Linked DNA regions of Danio rerio: all the other regions are linked to region 3. Evidence: chromatin contacts called from public Hi-C data. All regions are on one chromosome and are shown on one strand. Each heading gives the region's core, a stretch centred on a gene start, on an enhancer-like site or on the middle of the called end of the contact. The rest is flanking DNA. Distances are from core to core; before and after follow the strand shown.

The links. Hi-C and Micro-C count contacts between places; a contact is called where the count stands out from the background.
Region 1: a contact with region 3 is called in a Hi-C map of embryo, with 2.3 times the contacts expected there. The contact joins the enhancer-like site here to the promoter of setd3 in region 3. A contact is called at or near these places in 3 of 18 Hi-C or Micro-C datasets (caudal fin, embryo and hematopoietic stem cells).
Region 2: a contact with region 3 is called in a Hi-C map of embryo, with 2.5 times the contacts expected there. The contact joins the enhancer-like site here to the promoter of setd3 in region 3. A contact is called at or near these places in 2 of 18 Hi-C or Micro-C datasets (caudal fin and embryo).

The regions. Positions count from the first base shown.
Region 1 is chr17:19,082,984-19,086,340 of GRCz12tu, reverse strand. It overlaps sptlc2a (serine palmitoyltransferase, long chain base subunit 2a), which reads right to left. Exons shown (of 12, transcript NM_001020619.2): 5 at 1,739-1,863. Among named protein-coding and RNA genes, the nearest start is that of sptlc2a, 12 kb to the right of the region's middle. Within about 2 kb of position 1,665, at least 11 of the 62 cell types and tissues checked have an H3K27ac peak or open chromatin away from gene starts, as enhancers often do. A contact at or near this core is called in caudal fin, where this site is marked.
Region 2 is chr17:19,106,364-19,109,929 of GRCz12tu, reverse strand. The region is part of intron 9 of sptlc2a (serine palmitoyltransferase, long chain base subunit 2a); the gene reads right to left. Among named protein-coding and RNA genes, the nearest start is that of ism2a, 23 kb to the left of the region's middle. Within about 2 kb of position 1,614, at least 10 of the 62 cell types and tissues checked have an H3K27ac peak or open chromatin away from gene starts, as enhancers often do.
Region 3 is chr17:19,299,610-19,302,983 of GRCz12tu, reverse strand. setd3 (SET domain containing 3, actin histidine methyltransferase) reads right to left here and starts at 1,295. Exons shown (of 13, transcript NM_200054.1): 1 at 1,216-1,295.

The DNA of each region.
Region 1 (3,357 bases), core at 416-2,915, 220 kb after region 3:
CGAGTTCATTATTTGAGATGTAGAACTGGAAAAGCGGTCGCATGGAGAGACATAGCAGCACTGCTGAAGATTGTGGCTGTTTACAGCAGTTTGATGGATAAATTTGAACTTGTAGTTAAATTGTTAGCGGTGCCAAACAGCATTTCCCATTGTTTACATCCTTGTTTGCACCCTTACTACAACATGTCACTAATGCTAGATACCATGCATATAATAGATCAATTTTAACAAATCAAAATACGTACAGGTTGTGACTCACATTCCACATCTTCCATCTATTATGGTTGAACTTTTCCTTCTTTGAGGAGTCTTTAGCTGAATCCAGCCCTGATCTGGGAAAGATTCTGGAAGCTGTCCTTTGTCAAATGCTAGAGCTATACATTTTTTTATAATTCTCTGGAACATACTTAAAATTAAACTGTGAGCACTACACTCTTTGTGTCGTGTTCCTTGGAAGCCCAAATACAGAAATCGAATGAGCTCTGTGAAATTAGCAGCATTTGGACAGCATTTTAGCTTTCTCTGCTATAGCATTACAGCGTCTCTGGCCATACCCCTTCGCTGCACACAGTGTATGCGCGTAACCTAAAGCTTCTGTGATCTCACTAGCCTGGGTGTCTTTTCTGTAGTCCCCAAAATTTGTTCGCTGTAATCTTTCCTAAGCTAACTCTGTAAAAGCCAATGTCTTACTTTGAGCATATTACATTCAGAAATGTTGTTCACACAGCTACATTACACATCAACTCAAGTTTAAAATATCATAGTGGACCACCCCTTTAAAATATAATAAAATATAGTATTATCATTTGTGTACGCGTATGTTGAATAATAATAAAGACGACAAAAAGCATTTTCAAAATATTTGATTTCAAGATTTAAACATTAAACTAGCAATTTTGCTTGCATTCACTGTGCTCTCTGTAGATTTAAAAAATATATTTTTTAATTAGAATTTAATATGTATTTAATATTTCCCAGAGATGGGTTGTGGCTGGAAGGGCATCCGCTGCGTAAAAACTTGCTGAATGAGTTGCCGGTTCATTCTGCTGTGGCGACCCCGGATTAATAAAGTGACTAAGCCGACAAGAAAATGAATGAATGAATGCATTTAATATAAATGTGGTCTTTCACAACTTTTTCCATTCACTTTCAAAATGTTTACAAATGCTTTTTTTTTCAATGTTACTAGAAGCTTCTTGTGTCTCTTATCTTGCAGCTTGTTTTTGTTTGTTTTATGCAATAATACAATACACATCCTTTCAAATCAGTTTCGATTATGTAAATCAGGAAAGTCAGGCATTTCAACACTAAATCACTCGCCCTCTGGCCTGCAACAGGAAGTGAGGTTGGGAAATCTCTCTGGTTACCCTTTCAGCCAAACACACGTTTCCTGAGGTAATTTTTGTGCCTTATCAAGTACATTCCAGTGTGTGTGAGCTACGCAAACTCTTTAGGTTGGTCTATCTTTACTATTACACTGAGCTTCTCCCCCTGCACTGGTGATAAAATACAGCCAGCGTGCTTAAACCAATAACTGGAAACATTCACACACACAAAAAACGTATGTATCATTTAAACAAGCACTGACAGGTCAAAGCGGGATCCGCCTGTATGGACACTCCTAACGTTTGTAGGAGTTGCCTTGGGTGGTTCATCACAGTAAAAAAATATAGAGACAGAGGAGCTGGCAAAGTGAGAAAAAGATAGTAAGCACTCTAAATAGTGTAGCACTGCAAACCTTGCCAGCTAATGCAGGAATGTTCATGGAGTTAGTTGCAAATCCCATTCCGAACGCCATGGCAGACTCCACTCTCAGAAATGACGCCACCAGTTTCTCCAACTTCTCGTGTCTGTCAAGGTTGCCTAAGCAAATCACACATATAAATCAGCTAATGCATGCAAACACTCACTCACTCACTATAAACAGTAGCTGGAGAACCTACAGGCACCTGTGTATATTTCGAAAGCAAATATAATCTAGAAAGCTCCTGCATAAACCCATGCAATAAATATTTAAAGTTGGCATGAACTGATAATTCACGTTCCTTTTTAGATGCATGTTAGTGATCGCATATTCATCAATGTATGTTTTAATGTAATAAAAAGGTCTTATATTAATGATAATATTGCAATTGTGTTTTTTTCTTTATTAAGGATTTTCAAATAGTACAAACAACAAAGACAATCAGACAAACAAACAAACAAACCATGGCCAAGCGTTGCAAATTAAATGAAATTTACAAATGTAAGTTTAAAAAACGTACTGTTTGTAGTTAGGGTTAAAAGTACATTTCAACAAAGGAAGAAATCCACATGGAAATAGTTGGATTTGAGAAATAGACTGTTTTAGCAATGTACATTTCTTAACCAGAAATGTAAGAGTTGTAAACAGAGGTTTGAGGTCTGAGTCAAAAAGGTCTTCAGGAATGTCATTCAACAAAAAAGTGAAGGGGAGGTAAAACGTTTTTCAATTCTCTCTTGGATTGCAGAATGAACCCCTCTCCAAAATGGTTGGATGTGAACACAGGAATAAAATACATGAAAAAAATTTGCCCTTAAGTTTTGCATTTAAAACAGAGGTCAGAACAGGCTGGGAACATTTTAAGGCGGTGAACGTGTAAAATAAATTCTGTGGAAAAACTTAAAACTTTGTTCATGTATGGAAATTGAGGTACAATTTGGAAAAAGTACCATCACAGATCTTGGACCAATCTTCAGAATCAAACAGAACCCCTAGGTCCAAATCCCCATTGTGGTTTCAAGGAATCATAAACTGAGGAATCAGAGTTAACTAATATGGCATAGAATTTAGAAATAAGCCCTTTAAAAGAATTTAATGACAGCATGGTTTCTTCCAGTTTCCATAATTTAAAACAAAATTAGCTTTGCTTTAATAGGGAAACTATAAAATGCCAAATTTGAAGATATTAAAAAAGTCTTCAGGGGTAATATCAAAATATGTTCTAATTTGTTCAAATGATTTCAAAATTTAAGAGGTAAACATTCCTGAAAAGTCAGACAAACCTTTAGAACCCCAGAGCAATTGTGGTTTTAATGATGAGCAATCTGACATTATCGAATGCCAACGAGTCATTTAGGGTTTCTGGAGGTTTCCCCAAGTTAACTTTTAACAACCATAAAGGAGGAAATTTCAGACCGATATAGGGCTAAATGCTAATAATTTATTTTAATGAGCCAGCAGAAAAAAAAAATGTATTAGCCCAATCAAAAAAACTAATTCCAATTACTTATTTCTAAGCCATGGATTTCAAATAATGTGTCAAAACAAGCAGGATCCCAGTTGTATAGATTTTTTTTTCCAACGCAACTTTTTACAAACTAAATGTATGTACACCA
Region 2 (3,566 bases), core at 365-2,864, 190 kb after region 3:
CCTGGACAGAAGCTCATGGGGGTCACAAACAATACTGATTGTTTTTCCACTGCAACATGACTTTATTTTCTATACTGTACATTATTTCTGTTAAGTGATAAGACTTTTTCTAAGCAAAGACAGACCTTACAGTCCTAATTAGTTAAAATAAAGGCATGATCATATTTTATTTTATTAAAATAAGGGTAATCTAGAGGTGTTTGTTGAAATGAGACAAGACGTTTATCTGGTAGTGTATATTGTAATATTGAATGAAAAAATAAATAAATCTGAAAAATCCCATATATGCATTAAACGCTATGCTTGAAGAAATATAATGGAAAGCAAACCCTAAAACACCAGGGGCCTCATGTACAAAATTGTGTTGAATTCATACTAAAACATTGCATACAGACAAATCTGTAAATGTGCGTACGCAGTAAAAAATTCAGATGTATGAAACACTGCGTACGTGGAATCCCACGCATATTCTCTTTGTACATCTGAATTAACTTAAAACTGAGTGCATATGCACGAGTGCAAAACCCCTCCCAGCCTCCTCCCCATATGAAAATGGTAATGACTCCACTTTGGCAAAACCAAACGAAAAAGTAATGGCAAAAACAAGCCATAAGAGAAACTTCACAGAATGCGGATTGGCAGTGCTCATATCGGAGGTAGACCGGAGAGAAACTGTTTTTTTTTTTTTTTGGCAAATTTGTCTTCTGGAATTAATAACAAAAGAAAAAATAGAGTGGGAGAGTTTAGCTGAAGCGATTAATGCAGTGGGGTCTGAACATTGCACTGTGAACGAATTAAAAAAAAGAAATGGTCCGATGTAAAGGTGTAGGTTAAGAGGAGAACAGCGGCGCACCGTCAAAGTGTGTACAGAACATGCAGGGGAACAGGGGATGCTTAACTAACATCCTTTGAAAAGAGAGTTGCCTTAATTGTGGGCAACACTTTACTGAGTCAATGGAAAAAAAACAAGCACAACAAATACACATACACCAGACATGAAGTTGGTGTGGACCAACGCACATTCTCACGTTAATTTCATCGTTAGTAAATCCAAACGGGAGCGTGAAATCTGGCGTACTCAAAGTTTCTGTGCGTATGCAGCGTTGATACATGAGGCACCGGTGTAAATGGGAATGTGTCTCCATCGTCTAATCAAACCAAAGCTCATCTTAACACTTAATAATGTCATTGAAATCTTTCTCCCAAACAATACAAATTTACTTAATTCCAATTCTGATCCTTAACTCTGTTTTTCGAAGATGCCTTTTTTGAAACCACAAAACTTTTAAGCGACAACATTGACAGACTTTCTATTTGCATAAGACACACAGAGTTTAAAAATCAATAAAGAAATTAATTATTTATTCTTTTCATTACCAGACTGCAGCTCTAGTTGTCAATGAATGCCAGGTCTGTTAGTCTAAAACACTTGCACGACAATAGAAGCGTCAAAAGAAACAGAAGCTCATCATACCATCTGGAATAACAATCCATTAGCAAGCTCTAAAGGGGGCTGTGGGTAAACACATTCTTACACCTAAAACATGTGTACCTGCCCTCTCTCACAGAGCAAGTCAACACTTGGAGACAGAGACGAATGTCCTGTGTTTGTCAAGTCCGCCTGTGTGTACAGAGAAGAGGTCAGGCTAAACAATGAGATCAGGAATGCCCATCACCACCACATACACACACAGCAGATAACAATGCCAACTTGCCTAAAACTGTGATTTACAAGGCAAAATCCTTCGCATTCCCTCATATCTTCAGCTCGCGTCCTCTTGAGAATCAACGAGGCCAGGAATATTTCTTATCTGCTTGTTTGTATGGGGACGCCAGAAGTTTTGGATGACTTGAAAGCCAGATCTGATTGAAAGAGAACTTTATTTCCCCTCAGGCCAGGGACACGTCGGACTGTGAAACCACTAGACTGTGAAAGCATCTGCATCAGAAACAATAAATGAATTGAAATTGTACGCCAGATCGGGGTAAACCTCACTGACTTTGAGTTTTTAACAGGCTTGTTTTCCAGAAAAAATATATAAACGGTTGCATAAGATAAAATGACTTGAGAAACAATAAGATATAGAAAAATTCCACTGACAGATTCTTTTTCGTCTTAGTTTTCAATTAATTAAACAGGAGTGAAGTTGCATTTAGATCAAATTTAATTAGATTTTAAAAATTATACAAATTCTTTTTCCACATTCTCTGTCTGTTTTGTATGCGGTGTTGCTTCCTAAAGAGATTCATCCAAAATAAATTCAATCTAAAATAAAAATGTACTCACTATTTACTCTCTTTCAGGTAGTTTTAAATCTTTGAGTTTCTTTCTTTTGTCGAACACAAAAGAAGATCATTTGAAGAATGCTGAAAACCTGTAGTCATTGTCTTCCATACAAGGAAAAACAATTAGGTTTCCAACATTCTTCAAAATATCTTCTTTTTGTGTTTAATAGAAGAACCAGATCAATGTTTGAACAAGTAATATTTCAGCAGGTTTTACAAAGTCAAATTTAAACGTTTTAATGATCATTATGAACGAAATTTCAGACTTGTACAGGACTTTCTTTTCTTATGGCCAGCAAAAGATTTTTGCTTCATGAAAACAAACAAAAAATGAATTAGTCATTTCTTAGCTACATATTTTTTTTAAAAAGCATCAAAACAAGTAAACCCTAAATGTGTGCATGCATGTTATTTTAACATAACTTTCCTTACAAAAAAAAAAAAAAAACTCTTTAAAAACTATTATTATCTAAACAGTCTGTCCAGGCCAGTGCCTGCTCTAGAAATACACATAGAATGTTAAAACAAACTTGTTGCAAGGATGATAATCAAACCACATTGGTAAATAGAGTAATAAATAAATGGATTGCTGGTAGTTTGATAGGTGTTGGCTCGACTGAGTAACTTTGTATGGTTGTAGGAAAATTAAGACCTGTTTAAAATGATTTAAGATCTACAGTACAACATTTCATTGATTTGAACCCTCTATTGCACACATTATGATAGATCTATATAAAATAATGGACTTTTTCTTTTCTTAGAATGGCTTGACTTGAAGTGTTGAAAAAAAAACTGGGGGAATTCTCTTTTTTAAGGTATTATATGATATGTTGCCATGTGACAAGATTCAACAGTAGATCTAACTTAGACATTTTAAATTTAGAACTTTACTTATTTTTTTTGTTTGTTTGTTTTGTTTGAAATGATTTAATTTAATCTAACTGGTGTTGCAGTATTATAAGCTTTAACACAGAACTTGACACCTTATACATACTTTCCAACAACTGTTATTCCAACAGCTTTCATTTATCCCATTCTTTTTTTGCTGAATATTATTGAAAACAAACATAATATTGTATGATCATGTATACAACATATAGTATTACCTTTATTAAATATTATAACAAATAAATAACAAGTCTAGTATATCCAAATGCATCAGAATAATGTAGCTACTAGCTAACAATGTTTATATATTATACTATATACACTATACTACGCCTGTCTAATCTGCCCCTGAGCTAACTTTCCTGAAATGTGACCATCCTTGCTCTTATCAA
Region 3 (3,374 bases), core at 46-2,545:
AGTACAACATTGTTCACAGTCAGTTAAATAGTGCTAATGTTGTTTCTTACTTACAGACCGAATATTAAAAGTATTGTGGTAAACCATATAGGGAGCATATCACGAGCTGTCACTGAATGAATGTGTGAATATAAAACCAACTTTACATCAATGATTTCACAGAGATGAATCCAGAGGCCACCAAAACATCCCTAACATCGTTTTTATTGGGGTAAAGTTTCAAATTCATTCTTTCCAAATTCTTAATATTGAAATCATATTAGCAGCCAAATTACTAGCGAAGTACAACATTGTTTACAGTGAATTAAATAGTGCTGCTAATGTTTTTTGAAGTCACACTTACATGTGATTTCATACATAAAATATTCAAAGTAGCATAGTAAACATAACCGTGTCGCAGGTTGTCACTGTTCGAAAATGAACGAATGTGTATTACTATTGAATATAAAACAAACTTTACCTCGATAGTAGTTGTTTTTTTACTAAATGGCAGGCCAAATAGTATCACTGAAGAGCAAATTGGATTGGACACACAAAAGTAAGCTACTTAAAGCTGAAACCAGCAGAGAACAGCGAGGTAAATACACTGGCAGGCAGAATAACACAGTAAGAAACATTTAACATAAACTCTGAAGCCAAGAGCAGAATATTAGATGATTTCAGCAGCTTGATGCCTTAAAATAACCCCGTCTGGCCCAACGCATCTATTCAAAACCACCAGTAGATGCTCCATATTACACTGCACGCCAAAGTCTACATTTTAAACACTGGATTGTCCGGTGTTTATATGCATGACTTAAATCCCTTAAGATACATCCATTCATATTTGTTTCTATTCATCAAGCTATCTGTATATCATGGCCCAAGTGTCTCAAAACCTGCTTAGTTACTTACACAGACATCATTGTAAGCATTATAGCGCATTTACAACGTTCAAGCAGCATTTAAAACGTACAGCGTTGTACTGAACGCTTCGAGCAAGTCTAGGGCGGTCAGGTATGTTCTCTAGAAAGGCAGCTTAGTAGGTTTTGAGACACATTCACTGAGTTAATATCCAGCATGTCTGTGTTTCGCAATTTGCTGAATTAGACACCCTCACAGCGAACATTTGTGACGCATCTGCAGCTATGGTGTTGATTATATGTTGGTTAATTATAATAAACACCGTGTGCGTATTTGCAAACAATATTGATTGTGAATAAGCACTGAAACTACCTTCCAATTGACTGCAGGGATCCTCCTGTCAACCTGGAATTCAATCCTCTTCTGGTCGGTCTGCTGGTACAGCCTAACTTCCTCTGAGGCCAAGCAACGCCCTAATAAGATTTTGACAAAGCGGATTGGGCAGTAGTAGCGTTCCTCCCATCCTAAGCTCGTATTGTGATTGGCTACTGTTCCGTACGCAACTGCAAACGTGTGAGATGATTGGTGTAAATTGGTAGCTGTTTCGCCTTGCCGAATTGAAGGCGTTTATTGGTTTGCGATGAGGCGGTACCCGTTTACTGGGAGTTAACTGGTCGCGAGAGTAGTCGATCCTTGCGTCGGATTGACAAGGTTGGTTTGACTGCACAAACGGAAGGCTTGTTTGTCTTGTGATTGGAAGTTTACTTTGGGTACATAAAGTGACCATAAAAGGATAAAGTTTGCACATTGTGATTCGCGAAGGAAGACGTCAGTCAATGAGACAAAACACATAAGGTGATGCTGGATTTTTCAAGCTTGGGGTTAGTCTAGTGACCCCCTGGGTGGCCTAATAGGAGTCATGTTTTACAGCTCGAAAACATGTAAAACTTTTGATTGGCTGTAAAATGTAATGTATATTAATTATAGGCTAAATAATAAATATTAATAAAAATAAACAAATACATAAAAAATAATCCAATTACCATTACAAATAAATAAAATAGGATTAAAAGTACATGATAATTGATAAAATATATAAAAAAATGTATAATCGATTAATACATTAATGCTAAAACCTTCCTCGTGTTGGCGTGGCTTTCCTGCAGATGTTCCGGTTTCCCCAACAAGTCCAAAGACCTGTGCAATAGGTGAATTGGGTAAGCCAAATTGTCCGTAGTGTATGTGTATGAATGAGAATGTATGGGTGTTTCCCAGTGATGGGTTGCAGCTGGAAGGGCATCCGCTGTGTAAAACATACGCAGGATAAGTTGGCGGTACATTCCGCTGTGGTGACCCCTAATTAACAAAGGGACTAAGCCAAAAAGAAAATGAAGGAATAAATAATGTTAAAAAAGTCATATTTGATTTATTTACCATAATGTTTAATTCAAAACCTTTCAATATTAGTTAACGACGATAATATATAATGCTATCAATATTACATATTATTTTATAACATCCACAATATTTTGTTTTAATTTCCTCAATTTTACACTTCTTAATGTATGATATAATTTATTCTTATTTTACTTCCTACATTTATGTTATATAATATTTAAATAAATATATTTTTAGTAATTAAAATAAATGTAATATTATATTACACTAAGTCATTTTAAAAACATATTGACTTAATATTAAAACAAAAATCAGGGACAAATGAGTAATTTCATAAATATATTCTAAAATAATAACAACAACAATATTGTTTAAAACAGATTTCAAAAATAGTATGACAGTCACAGTAGGATGTGCGATAATCTGGATGATGTAGAAATGTATTAAAGAATGAAAGCAAGTGAACAATGGTGCTACACAAAACATGATTCAAAGATGACTCCTTATATTTACAAAATTTTTTGAGTTAAGTGGTTGTAAACAATTTATTTGGGCTAAACTTAAACAAACAAAATAAGTTGAGCATTACTAAATTTCATTTGTTGGTTTAAATTCAACCTTTATAAATTGTTTGCAACAATTTTGCAGACATCATCTTTTCAGTGTACTTGCGAAATAGTTTACCAGAGTCTATTTTGCTTTTTCAAAAAATAACATTACTCTGAAAACAAACAGGGGAATTATTAAACAATATTTGACAAATAATATTGTTTACTCCTCTTTTCTCAACGTATTAGTTGGAAAAGATGTAAAAATCCTCCCATTATAAGAGCATATGTGCAGTTGCTGTAAATCTCCAGCAGATGGCAGACTCACCCTTTTTTCAGATAATTTTATTCATTGTCGTTTTGGCTTATTCCCTTTATTAATCAGGGGTCGCCACAGCGGAATGAACCGCCAACTTATCCAGCAAATGTTTTACGCAGAGAATGTCCTTACAGCTGCAACCCAACACTGGGAAACATTCACACACACTCCTTCACACACATAATTTAGCTTACCCAATTCACCTAGTGCATGTCTCTGGACTGAAACCGGAGCCCCCAGAGGAATCCCATGCGAACACGGGAAGA